2 separate regions of the Anser cygnoides genome follow, and region 2 is linked to region 1. A link is a contact called in public Hi-C data. All regions are on one chromosome and are shown on one strand. Each heading gives the region's core, a stretch centred on a gene start, on an enhancer-like site or on the middle of the called end of the contact. The rest is flanking DNA. Distances are from core to core; before and after follow the strand shown.

The links. Hi-C and Micro-C count contacts between places; a contact is called where the count stands out from the background.
Region 2: a Hi-C map of liver shows a contact between it and region 1, with 7 times the contacts expected there. The contact joins the promoter of CDK9 here to the promoter of CRAT in region 1. A contact is called at or near these places in 2 of 7 Hi-C or Micro-C datasets (both in liver).

The regions. Positions count from the first base shown.
Region 1 is chr20:6,152,108-6,158,328 of Taihu_goose_T2T_genome, reverse strand. CRAT (carnitine O-acetyltransferase) reads right to left here and starts at 2,048. Exons shown (of 14, transcript XM_048053057.2): 1 at 1,895-2,048. The coding sequence starts at 2,026. It overlaps PTPA (protein phosphatase 2 phosphatase activator), which reads left to right and starts at 2,312. Exons shown (of 9, transcript XM_048053203.2): 1 at 2,312-2,466; 2 at 4,267-4,367; 3 at 5,647-5,733. The coding sequence starts at 2,442.
Region 2 is chr20:6,744,735-6,751,544 of Taihu_goose_T2T_genome, reverse strand. It overlaps CDK9 (cyclin dependent kinase 9), which reads right to left and starts at 4,951. Exons shown (of 7, transcript XM_048055416.2): 1 at 4,798-4,951; 2 at 4,195-4,276; 3 at 3,632-3,722; 4 at 1,641-1,807; 5 at 1,297-1,468; 6 at 1,077-1,225. The coding sequence starts at 4,889. SH2D3C (SH2 domain containing 3C) reads left to right here and starts at 5,779. Exons shown (of 12, transcript XM_013198687.3): 1 at 5,779-5,907. The coding sequence starts at 5,862.

The DNA.
Region 1 (6,221 bases), core at 799-3,298:
GGGAGGACAGAAATGATCGTAAAGCTCTCCCTCGGCCTGTCTTGGTTTCCTCTTCCCCCTGACAATGTGCTGCCCGTGCAGGGCGTCACCTCATTAGCAAAGTGCCACATGACTGCTCTGATCAGAGGGCTAAAGGCCAGACACAGGCCCGGGAGAGCCGGGGGTAATCTGCGGGTAATCGGACCGTCCGATTGCATCAAGCGCCGCAGAGGCACCTCTCCAGGAAGCCCTCCCTCGGCCGCTGCCCGTCAGCCCCGCGTTGCCCGTTCGGTGCCTGCTGCTCTCTCTTCGATCGATAGTTCTGGGCCCCCAGCCATGGCAGAAGTGAGGGTGCTGGGCATGTTTTTCCCTCAGCGCGCAGGAGCGGAGGGGGGGGCTTCTCCCTTAGAGGCTGCCTGCAGTGAAGCTGCAGCAGCCAGGGGGAGGGGAACCAAAATACCTGCGGGCAGGAGGGACCCCAAGTTCTGTCCTGGAAGCAGGCGGCACCAGGGGGTGTCACTGCATGGGACAAGCACGGGAAGCACTTCTGTGGGTGATGGGGAATTTAGTCCCTTTACTCAGGTAAAGGTGGCCAGAGGGCGTTGGATGAGGACAGCTCTCCAGCAGGAACGGGTCAGTGACTGCGTCAGTAGGGGAATTAGTGGGAGACAGGAGCAGGTTCACTTTGGGGCTAAAGGTGGTGTCCTACTGCCCTCGCCCCCATGCACGTATGATCGTTATTGCACGGCTGTGGGGAGCTCTGGGCCATCAACCCTTAAAAAGAGTAAAAAAAGTATCTCCAAAGCAGGGCAGCAACAGAACTGTGCTGTCACAAGGACTATTTCCCCATCTTTATGTCTGTCTGATCTACTGTGGGGCAGATGAGCAGGCTTTAACGTAGCTAAGATCAAGTATGATAATCCCAAGCAACGAGTTTCATATTTCCCTAGGGTTAACCAGGAAAATCCCAAACCACAGTGAGAACGCCCCCGTTTAAAAGCACGGAGCGGTTTTGCATCGTTCCTCTTTCACGTCCTCTGCTTGCTCGGTGCGAGGTCAAAGCGCAGCACTTGGTGGGAGGAGGAGGAGGAGCAGCGATCGCGGCCGAACAGAGGAGAGGCAGCCGGCAGCAAAAGACAGCGCAGAGCCCACCTTTTCCCCACGAGCGACGGGGAAAACGAACACGCGCGGGGTGCGCGGCCGTGGCCGGCTCGGGCTGGCGCCGCTCCCCGGCCCCGTTGCAGCTCGGCAGCTGCCCTTTCCCAGAGCCTGCCAAGCCGCTGGGAAACCCACCTGCGGGCTGGGGCTGGAGGGCAGCAGGCATTTCAGAGCCGGGTCCGATTCCCAGCACGGCCGGAGGTGTCAGGTGGCGGCGGGGTTTGTCTTTTCTTTTCAATCGGAAACCGGAGCCCTCTCGCACCCCGAGAAAGCGGCTCGGGGGGCGAGGCCGTCACGTAGCCCCCGCTGTCCGCCGCCGCCGCCTCCTCCTCCCGGGGGGATCTGCCGGGGGGCTGCCTTCCCCTGCCTGCCCCTCGGCAGGGGCGTTGGGACGGGCGGCCCGGGGGGGTGCGGGGGTCACCGTCCCCGGGGGGAGGGGGGGGGGGGGGGGCTCACGGCCGGGCCGGACGCGGTGCTTGGGGCCAGGCGCGGCGGTGACACGGGCGGCAGGGGACGGCTGGAGCAGCTGATCCTGAAGGGCTTCTCCAACCCTACGCACCCAGAATGACGTTCCCTCGCGGTTTTAGGGTTCCCTGAACGCCAACCCCGCAGGGCTGAGCCCCCCCCGAGCCCCCCCTGCGCGCCCCGTGCCCAGCCCCGCTCCAGCACCCCCCGCCCGGTCCCGTCCCGTCCCGGGCCCGCCGCCGCCCCCTCGCCCCCCCCCGGCCCTGCCCAGGCCCGCTGGGCCCCCACTCACCGCCGCCCTGGCCACGAAGGCCAGCATGGCTCCGCGCCCGCCGCAAGGACACCGGCGACACCGGGCACCGCCGCCACCGCCGCCGCCGCCGCCCCGCTCGGCCGCCAAGGGGCGGGGCCGCCCCGCCGCCATCTTGGAGCGGGGCGAAGCCGGCGCTGCCATCTTGGATAAGGGCGCAGCCCCGCCGCTGAGGGAAGGAGGCGGTTTCCGAAGGGCGAGGCGGCTCCTCCGCAGGCTGCTTTGCTCGGAGCTCAGCGAGGGGGCGCCCTGCCCGCTGAGGAGCGCCTCTCCTCCCTCCTAACGCCGCTCAGCCGCTCCCCGCTTCGCCCTTCACAAACATGGCCCTGTGGGCAAAAGCCGTGCCCTACACCAAGATGGCGGCGGGGGCGCGACGGTGGCCGGGAGCGGCCAAGCCGGCGGCTGCCTGCCGCTGCCCCTCAGTGCCGGGCGGCGTGCCCTTCTCAAAGATGGCCGCGGGCGGCTTCAGCGCGTCCTGGGGGTGAGGGGGGAGAGGTGGCGGCGGCGGCGGCGGCCGGGCTCCGGGAAGATGGCAGAGAGCGAGCAGCGGGCAGGTGACGGGGGGAGCGCGGCCGGGAGCCGGCGGGGCCCTGACGGGGTCCTGGGGATTCGGGGGACTGGGGGGGGGGCGGCTCTTTGGGGGGTGGCGGGGGGCTGCCCCGTTTTTGGGGGGAGAAGCCCGCTTTTTTGGGGGGGCTGCCCTTTTGGGGGGAGAAATTCCCTTTTGGGGGAGGAGGAGCTGCTCTTTTTGGGGGGGGAGCTCCCTTTTTTATGGGGGGGACCTCCCCCTTTTTGGGGGAAAAGCTCCCCTTTTTGGGTTAAAACTCCCCTTTTGGCGTCCAAAGCGGCTGGTACCGGGCCGGGGGCGGTCCCTGTGCTGAGGGGTTTGGGGCCACCGCAGCAGGCCGGGGCTGGGCTGTGCCGCCCGCTGGTCGTGCCTCAGTTTCCCCGTGGTGAGGGACGGGCAGCACCGAGCCCCTCTCACGGCGGGACCGGGACCGGGACCGGGCTGGGAGCGTCCGGGTCCTGGGGCCCTGCACCCCGGGGCAGGCCCTGGCCTCCTCTCGGGTCTTTGCGCGTCGTTTGTGGCACCGAACAAGTCGGCGTTTGCCTTTCCCACCGCAGCTCTGGAGGTTTTCGCTGCGCTCGTGCCATAAGCTGTGTTATAAAGAGCGCCGTCATCGTGGTGCTAATCGCTGGGTGAATTTTCAGAAGGCAGGGAGACGTCTTTCTTCTGAATTCCTCACGTCCTGTTCCTCTCATCCCTGTATCCGGGGTTTTACTGGAACCTATGATCGGGGACAAACCTAACACCCGAGGCAGGTGATGAGACTCCGTCAGTTCTTAGACGGAGAATCGTTTCTAAGGTTACGTGACAGATCTGTAGCAGATTCTCTGTGGTTCCTGGGATTTTGGGTTCCCTTTCCCCTGATCTGCCTGTTCGACAGCGCTGCTCTGCTGCTTCTGGGGAGTATCTCGGTGTAAGTGCAGCCTGCGATGTTTTGGGGAGGTCCAGTTTGGAGCAGTACGCTGCGGAGCCGGTGCCTGAGCTTGCTGGGGCGTGGAGAGCAGCCACTGAAGTGCTGCCAGCGCTGAACAAACGCCTGCAGGTTTTTTGGGATTAAAATGATGAACCGGGCGACTGTTAAGAGAATTCACGAATTCACATTAGCACCCGGTTCCCCTAACAGGGGTCTGCTGCACCGCCTCATGCTAATTAAAGTTGCGCTTACAGGAACGTGTTTGGGTTGGGATGCCCAGGGGAAGAGCTGCGTTAGTGATCAGCACGCGCATCAAATGTTATATTAACTGGGCTCTGGTAGCGCTTTACGATTTAAATGCTCTTTGTAGCTTCCACCTGGAAGGTGCTGGGTCCCATCGAGCCCCTGGGCTGGCGGCTGTGGCTCTGGACTGCCGTCCTTTGAATCGTTCCTGCTTTGTCTTTGCAGGAATTGTCCCTTTTAGGGGAACGTGGTTCGTGCCTAGCACCCTAAAAGCCAGGCAGGGTTAGTTTGTCAGGGAAGTTCAGTGCTGCAGCGTGACCCGAGGGCAGAAATAATGAAACTAGCTGCATGTTGGCTGTGCTGGCTCCTGCAAACTTCTCTGCCTGGATTGGAAACGCGTCTTTAGTAGTGAAAACAAACGTAATGCAGCCTCCTGAAGCCCCGAAGGGTCCTTAGGGGAATGTTTCCGGGGATTGAGAAGGATACTGTTTGAGCGGGACACGGTGAGATAATGGCGCAGGCTGGGATGGGTTTCTTTGCTTTCTGTCTCCTGGGAAATTACTGCTGATTTCTAAGAGAGGAAGGTTATTCTCCGCTGCCTCTGGTTTACTTCTTTCTTGCATCTCGCAGGCACCTCGGAGGAGATGGCTCCTCCCATCCAGCAGAACTTCATGATCCCCAAGAAGGAGATAAACATCGTTTCTGACATGGGCAAGTGGAAGCGCTCTCAGGTATGGCTCCGGGTTCAGGGAGAACTGGTGAGTGCCAGGTCCGGCCTGGGAACAGCCACTGGGGAAATCGGGTGCGGGCAAGTAATGAGAAATTAATTGACCCGTGTTAAAGAGGGAGAGTCACTGCCTGTTTGTAGGAAAATGACTTGGCAGGGGGGTGGTGTGGAGCCTGGCAGCCAAATGTTCTGAGAAGGGTGTGAGCCAGGGAGAGCCCAAAGGCTGGGGGGGACTGGGGGTGCGTAAGCATTGCTGCTGCTCCCTGCCAGTGTGCAAGACTAGAAGCTGGTCGCTATTTCGCCCTACCTAGCCCGTAAGTTATATCAAAACTGGGTTTACCCCGCACTGTTTGAACTCAGCTTGGACGTGGTCCTGCTGCCTGCCCTCTAATAGCATTGGGCTGGGCGGATTCCTGGCGCCTGCCCACCTTGCTCTATGGAAGGGGCCAAGGCCTTCAATTTCCTGGGTAAGTTTTGTTTATAATATGCGTGGGGCTGGCGGGGCAGGCAGCTTCTCTGCCCTCTGCCTTTGAGGGATTGGGGTTACGGCCCAGACTTGTCCCTCCTGTTGGTCCTGCTGCTTAGGAACAAGTTCTTGCTTGATGACTGATCTGAGAAGCTTAAATTATAGGCAGGTCTTGAGCAAACTTGTGGATGCAGCTCCCTTTACTGAGGCTCCTGGGCTCAAGGGCTTGCTCCTGACCAGGATTTCTGTTCAGGAGGGTCCCAAGGAGGAAGAGATGGCAGCATGCTGCTCTATCCATTTCAGAGACTTCAAGCTACTGAACTGCTCTGGATTTGATGCTTCAGAAGCAGCATATTTAAATAAAATAGCAGTCTCCCATTTCTCCGTCACGCATGCATGCGGGGAAGAGTAGAAGGAAGACGGGGAGCTAATGGCACAGGTCTGGGAGAAGCAGTGCAGAGCAGGGTGTCTGGGCACAGCTGAGACTCTGCAGAGCCATGGGGTTTGAATTTGACCTGATAAGAGGCAGGGAGCTGAGGGAAGGGTTTCAGGGATGGCGTGAGCTTTCTTTGAATTCTTCCCCCTGTAATTTTTGCGGCGATGCAGAGCTCTCAGTGCAGTCACCATCTGCCTCTGAGGTCTGCCAAAAATAGCAATAACCTCACAGCAAGCCCCGCGCCCTGGCTGTCTCCAGGAAGGCAGCGCTGTGTTCTGGGAAGGGCTCCCTTGGTGTGCAGGAGTGCTCCCGTGCCACGGCGCTTGGTCAGACAGACCGTGGGTGCTCCCTAACGCCCTTCCCTCTCGGGTGTGCTCGCAGGCGTATGCGGACTACATGGGCTTCATCCTCACCCTGAACGAAGGCGTCAGAGGCAAGAAGCTGACCTGTGACTACAAAGTGTCAGAGGTAGGAGAGGAGTTTGGATCCACTCGTTTCTCCCTCTTTTCTGCTTTTGTTTTTTTTTTTTTTTTGGTCTCTACAATATTTTTCCTAGGCAAGGAATGAATTGGCTGCGTATCTGGGAGCCAGGGAGTCTAAATGTGGTTGAGCTGTGTTTGGGGATGCAAATGTCAGCCTGCGATGCTCCCCCCAGGATGCAGAGGCTCTGCGTGTGCCTGTAGGGTAGGAAATCGAGCGAGTTACAGGTGGATGGAAACTGCTGGTAGAAAAGAAGATGCAGAAAGGACGTGTTTCGTCCCTGCTTTTACAGTCCGGCTTCAGCCGGGGGCGTTTTGTAGATGTGGTACTCCCTGCTGGCTGCAGCCAAAAGGCTGCGATGGCTCTTCTGTTCCCGCTTCCCCTGCTGCCAGAGAGGGAGCTGTGTGACCTCGTCCAAGTCACTTCTTTCCCTGTCCCTGGGCTTCCTCGTTGCTCAGGCTGTGTTAACAGCACCC
Region 2 (6,810 bases), core at 3,702-6,201, 590 kb before region 1:
CAGTGCTATTTTATAAGCTCCAAGCCAGCAGGCCTTGTTCCCACAGCACGGAGACACTAAAGAGCACACCAAAGCCTACAGACACATGGACAAGTCAGGACAGAATCCTCCTGGTGTGGGAACGGCACACAGCACAGCACTCCTGGGGATGCCACAGGATTTCTGTCCTCCCACCAAAAAAAAAAAATGTACTGGAGAACCAGCTAAGGCCAACTACAATCTCCAGAAAGGTCAACGGACAAAACTCCTCGCTAATAATAACTTGGATGTACGTGGCACCTTTTATCCCTAGAAACCACAGCCTGCTGCAATCACTTGTACTTACCTCGGCCCCAGGCTGGGACAGACCGCAGCAACAAGCACTTCGGCACAAAAGGAAGCACCTCCAGTGTACGTAACAGCAGCGTCGGTCTCTGCAGCTGCGTGCACAGCCGCCTTCCTATCACACCCTGTTTGATGACAGCCCTGGCCAAGATCCCTTTCGGCTCAATCTTCCACAAGAGGGCAGGACTAGCTGCCCTTAAGCAAGGAGCTGAGAAAGGGCTAAGCGCTCACAGCAGGGCTGAGCTGATGCCGCAGATCACCAGCCAGAATTAGAGAGGCTTTCCAGCGCGACCAGTGCAAAGCACCCGAGACAAACCCCACAGCATAAAACAAACCTCTTTAACCAGAAACACAGAGGGCGTTTATCTGAGAGGCAACTCCCAAACGCAGAATAGATTCCTACACGTTACGTTCTGTTCTTTCACACTGAGCAACCAGCATCCCCTCTGTGCTCAGAAACACGGACACCACTCGCCCATCTCAGAAGAGGCCACATCCGCCCTCATGTGTTTAGGAGGCTGAACAAGGCAGCTCGAGTTTACACGAAGCAGCAAGGAAGCTCAGTGTCAGAGGATACTCGGCTCCCAACCACCCCAACCTCCCCGCCAGCAGCAGGCACGCTGATGCCGGGAACACGCAGCGACCCGCGCGCAGGGCAGGGAGAGGATCAGGAGCACTCGATCCCAGCCCCAGCGCACGCCACCACATCGCAGCTCCTGCCCTCCACGGCCTGCCCTCGCTCCGGCCCTCACCTCCGGCGTGATGGATCCGCAGAGCTGGCTAATGAGGGTGAGCTGGTGCTGCTCCGTGTTGCCCTGCATGATGGGGCTGCGGGTCCACATCTCGGCCATGATGCAGCCCCCGCCCCAGAGGTCGATGGGGGGCCCGTAGTCCCGCTCCCCTGAAGAGAGGCGCGGCGTTAGTCACCAGGGGACGAGAAGGGAGGAGGAGCCGGCAGAGCCCACCGCCTACCTAGGAGCAGCTCTGGCGGCCGGTACCACAGGGTGACCACCCGGTTGGTGTAGCGGTTCGGCTGGCTGTTCTTAGCCAGGCTGAAAGCTCGAGCCAGCCCGAAGTCTGCGAGCTTCAGGACTCCGTCCCGAGTGATCAGGACGTTGGCGGCTTTCATGTCTCGATGCAAGATCTGCATGAGGACAGAAAGATTAAGCCACTGAGGAATCCTCCTTCGGCACCCCGGTTCCAGAGACGAAGGGCAAGGAAGGCTTTCCCTCCAGCCTGTGCTAAGACACCCACCCCTCGGCAGGTCGCGGAGAGCAAGGCGGGCCTCAGAGCTCAGCACGGATCCGGCCCGTTACCTTGTTCCTGTGGATGTAGTACAGTCCGTTCAGCAGCATCTGCATGACCTTCTTGATCTCCGAGAGCGTGAACTTGACGTGGGCGTTGCTGAGAAGGCCAGCCAGGTCGTGCTCGCAGAAGTCAAACACCAGGTAGATACTGCCCTTGCAGCGGTTGTACGGAGAGGCTGCAGGAGAGGCAAGCGGGGACAGTCAGAGAGGGATCCCCGGTCCCATCACAGCTCCCCCTGACCTCCAGCCATCCTGGCTCACTACGTAAAGCCTCAGGGCACACACGCAGAGAAACGGAGACCCCGCAGGCTTCAACGTCCTTCGGAGAGAGGCACTAAGACAGCAAAAAAAAGCAACAGAAGAACAGGGGACGAGCGGCAAATGTCACGGGAAAGGCAAGGAAAGGACACAAGAAGTCTTTGAAAGCTTAATTTGTGCGCCTAACAGCTGTGGAGTTTCCTCCCTACAAACCACGGCCTGTAGGTGCACACGCTGCCAGCTGCCAGCCGAGCAGGATCACCACAGCAGCATTACAGGCAAAGACAGCCCCAGAAAAAAAAAAACACAGGAACAGAGAAAATCTTTCTAAAATAACATTAGAAAGCGAGGTTTTCTGCAACCTCAAACGGTATCTACGAAAACAGACTGATCTAGATCAATATGATTTAAAACTCCAATTTCAATTGCAATTTAAAGTCAATAGCAGGAAACCTCAAATGAAGCAATCAATTTCAATCTCGTTCCTAGAGCACACGTGCAAAACATTGAAACGAAAGGCTGATTTCCATCAGCTGCACGCAGCAAAACCCGCTGATCAGCAACCAGAACACGAGGGCTGAGCTCAGCCCTCGCAGCCAACGCCGCGCTCTCCCCGCTGGCGGGGAGGATGCCTGCGGATCTGTGCGAGTCCCTGACACGGGCACAGTCCTCACCACGTGAAAAGGCAAAAGGTGAAAGTCTGGGAACAGTAAGTGCCACATTCCTATTTTTCACGTGAAACTGAGGTCAAACTGGATTTGGAAGGAAACTGGAATTTAAACAAAAACCAAACAATTTTACACGTCCACAAAAATATTTACCTTCGGCATGCCAGACACATGCAGTCATCACAACTGCTTTAATCACACAAGGAATTAAAAATTAACTTGGTGGTGGTGTTTTTCCTTGTACCTGCTAGTTCCAAAAACTGGCGGTAATCAATAGACACCGCAGAGTAAATTCCGGTCCCCGGTCCTAGGTCGGAAGTTTCTACCTGGTGTTTTTATGGAAACAGCAGCAGCAGATAGCTGCCACTTGCATTTTATTTAGATGAAGCGACTGGCTACAGCATGGCAGGCTTTAACATCATCTGTCACCTCCAAAACTGCTTTTCTGGTAAAATCCACAGACGAGGATGATATATAAAAAGCAGGAAATGTTTTAAACCCATTTCCCTGGAAATTGAGCCAGGCCAGGTGCATTAAGCACACCAGGCACGCTGCCTCCGCCGGGGACAGCCTGCGGCGACGAGGTGGAACAGCAAGCAGCTCGGCACGCTGCGACCGAAGGGCTCCGCGCGGGGCTGCGGCGCGTTTAACCCAGCCCCGAGCCCGAGTGCCACGCAGCCGGCGAGAGCCTGAGCGCGCCTCCAGCTGAGGCACAGCTCCCAGCATGGCCCCGACACCACGCAGCCACGAAAATCCGTGCCAGGAGGAAAACCCCCCGCTTCGGGTGCTCTCCGGCACAGGTTTATTTAAAGCTTCTCAGGCAGCACACAGACAAGCACGCACGGCGACAGCACAGGCATGCCCTGACCAGGGCTTTATCCAGCCAAGCTGCGGCTGAGTTCTAACCCGTTTAGAGACAGCTTTCAAAAACGGGTGTGCTGTCACCCCGGGGCCCAGCTGGAAGGCCTGTTCCCACCCGCGGCACACCGCTCTGCTCAGCCACCAACCGGGGCTGAAGGAAAACCGACAGCCCCTCGGCGAGCAGCCGGCGCAAGGGAGACCCCCGGCAGCTACCTTTGGTCCTGCAGATTTCTATGAGGTTCACCACGTTCTCGTGCTTGAGCAGCTGGAGGATTTTAATCTCTCGCAGAGCCGTGATAGGGAACTGAAAGGAGAAACAGAGGGCGCGGGTTAGGAGCGCAGGACACCAGCCCACGGCTGCCTGGAGGACAGGGAAAGCTGTGACCACAACAACACAGCAGGGGGGCTGCTGGAGCAGCACTGGGCCAACTTATTTACGTGCCATCAGAGCTTCAAAACATAACACTGGGACTGTCGGAATTCATTCAGTACCATTAGCGAGAGCGATTCTGCCACCAGGCGGAGGCGTTTAAGCAACGCTGACACCCTGCTTGTTTGTCAGGGGGCACTGCACAGCCCCTCCTGACCCGCAGAGCGTCCTCCCCGCTACCCGCTTACGCTGTTACTCAAGACCTGGCACGTCCCAGCTGTAAACGTTATCAAAGAACACACGCAGGGAGCGAGGCCACCCTCCGCCGTCACAAAGATCAGCTCTGCTCCCCCAGCCCTCCCGCCCCGTCCTCCCCAAACACAGCCAGGCGAACACAGCCACTCACCCCCTCCTTCTCGTTCTCCATCAGCACCTTCTTCAGGGCTACCTTCTTGCCCGTCTGGCGGTGCTTGGCTTTGAAAACCTCCCTGGGAGAAGGGGGAGAAGGCTGTGAGGGGCAAGGGAAAGGGGTAGGGGTAGGGGAAGGGGCAAGGGAAAGGGGTAGGGGTAGGGGAAGGGGCAAGGGAAAGGGGTAGGGGTAGGGGAAGGGGCAGGGGTAGGGGTAGGGGCAGGGGAAGGGGCAGGGGAAGGGGCAGGGGAAGGGGCAGGGGAAGGGGCAGGGGCAGGGGAAGGGGCAGGGGAAGGGGCAGGGGGGGCAGGGGAAGGGGCAGGGGGGGCAGGGGAAGGGGCAGGGGAAGGGGGCAGGGGCAGGGGGCAGGGGTAGGGGCAGGGGCAGGGGTAGAGGCAGGGGAAGGGGCAGGGGCAGGGGCAGGGGGCAGGGGCAGGGGGCAGGGGGCAGGGGCAGGGGGGGGCAGGGGGGGGCAGGGGGCAGGGGCAGGGGGCAGGGGGGGGGCAGGGGCAGGGGCAGGGGGGGGCAGGGGGCAGGGCCGGGCCAGGCCGCAGCCCCCCCGGCCGGCCCCAGCCGAGGCCCCGCGGCCCGGGCGCTCACCCGAAGGTGCCCTGCCCGATCTTGGCGAGCTTCTCGTACTTGGAGACCTCGTCGCAGAAGGGGCACTCCACCATGTCGTACTGCTTGGCCATGCCGCCGGCCGCCACGGCCCCGTCCGGCGCCCCCTCCCCGCCGCTTCCGCCGCGCCGCGCTGCCCGCTGGGAGTTGTAGTCCGCCCCGCCCCCCCCGCGCCGCCATCTTGTCACCCCCTCGCCTTTAGCCTGGGTTACCCCCGGGAAGGCGTCGCCCCGCCGGGGTTGGGAGGCTCCGCGGTGCCGCCGTGGTCCCTCCGTCCGTCCCTCAGCTCCCTGGGGGCTCGGTGGTGGGCCCCGGTGGGGATCGCAAGCCCCCGTCCCAGTGCAGCACGAACCACAGCAGACACGGACGGGTTTTGTGCCGCTGCCCGCACTGTGTGGCTTATTTGGGGTCGTTTGCTACCCAAAGTGGGGAACACAGCGGGAAGCACCGAGGCTAGACAGGGACGGGGACACACGGGTGGAGACGGCCCCGTGGCGCCCTGCTGCGCCTGCATCCCCTCGTCCCGCTCCAGCGCCCCCAGCCCAGGGAGCAGCAGGGTCTGGGGGCTCCTGCTGGGCACGAAGCCACCGTCCAGGGGCTGGATGAGGGCAGGCGCTGAGCCTCGTGCATAAAACCATAGGGTCACAAGGCTGGAAAACACCTCCAAGATCACCCGGTCCAACCACCAACATCCAAGGGGGGGCCGTCACCCGCAGGGCTGGCACCGCAGTCCGTGGGGCTGGCACCCAGGGGTTCGGGGCAGCCCCCCCAGAGCAGTGTCCCGGGGGTGGCTCCTGAGCAGCCGGGCGGGGACGAGCAGAATGTGGGGACATCAAGGACCACAGTGAGCGGGTACCAGGGCTCGGTGGTGACAGCGGGGACAGCGGTCTGCCACGCGAGCAGATGACAGCAGCAGGGAGGAAGCGCTGAGTGATCGGGAGATCAAGTGAGAGGCGGAGGGGGGGGGACAGGAAGGGAGGAGCGGGCAGGGACGGGCTTCAAGTTTATAAACTTGTCCCTCCCGGTCCCCGCAGCCTCCGCCCGGCATGGCCATGGCCGAGGGCCAGAAACGAGGGGGCTTCAAGAAATTCAGTAAGTCACCGGGGGACGGCGAGAGCGGGCGCTGGGTGCTCACCTGGGCAGCCTGGCCCTGAAGGGGGGGATGCACGAGCACGGTTACCTCTCGTAAGCAAGAGGTTTCATCAGGAAACTCGCTGGGGATGAGAGGGGCTCTGGGGTTTTACGTCCCCAGGGCTGGGTCGAGCCCTGGTGCTGATGGGTCAGGTGCTGGGACTGGGACTGGGACCAGTCTGCATGCACTGGGTGCCAGCGTGCACCCAATGGGGGTGAACCCCACTCTCACCCCACTGGGGATTTCTGCTCCCCAAATCACATCTTTCAAGGAGCGTTCACCGGGCTGTGTGGCTGGGGGTGAAAGCTGCGGCTGGGGGTGTCCGGGACCCCTCCGGGTCCTCCTGCAGCAGCGATTCGGGATGGAGGCTGGGGGTGAATCCGCACTGATGGAGCTGCGCTCGGGGCCGAAGCGCTGGGAGCTGGGCGCAGAGGAAGCGGTGGTGCCCGCTGGGAGGGAGCTGTGCTCTTTCTCACAGACCTCGGGTTTTCCCCAAAGCCCTCGGAGGCGGCTCCAGCGGACTGCACATCGCCGGCCCCGCGCTGAGCAGGAGCTGGCCTTCGCTGCTGCTCTCCGCATTCCTCGGCCTCCACGTGCCGATGCCGGCGCGGTGGGAGGCCAGCCCCTCCGCTCCCCTGGGAGCTGCGCGAGGGGCTGGGCAAAACCCATCTCCCACGGCCCCGGCTGAGCTGGGATTTTCCATCGTGGTGGAAAGCAGGGAGATCGGGAAGGTCCCCAGCTTTTCCACCCCGCAGCAGCCCCGAACGCAAAGGATGCTCGGACACCGAGGGGATCTTTAACCCAAAGCAGTATTGTTGTTAACAGAGCCCAGGCCACGAGGTTTCAGCTCTGCAGGAGCGGTT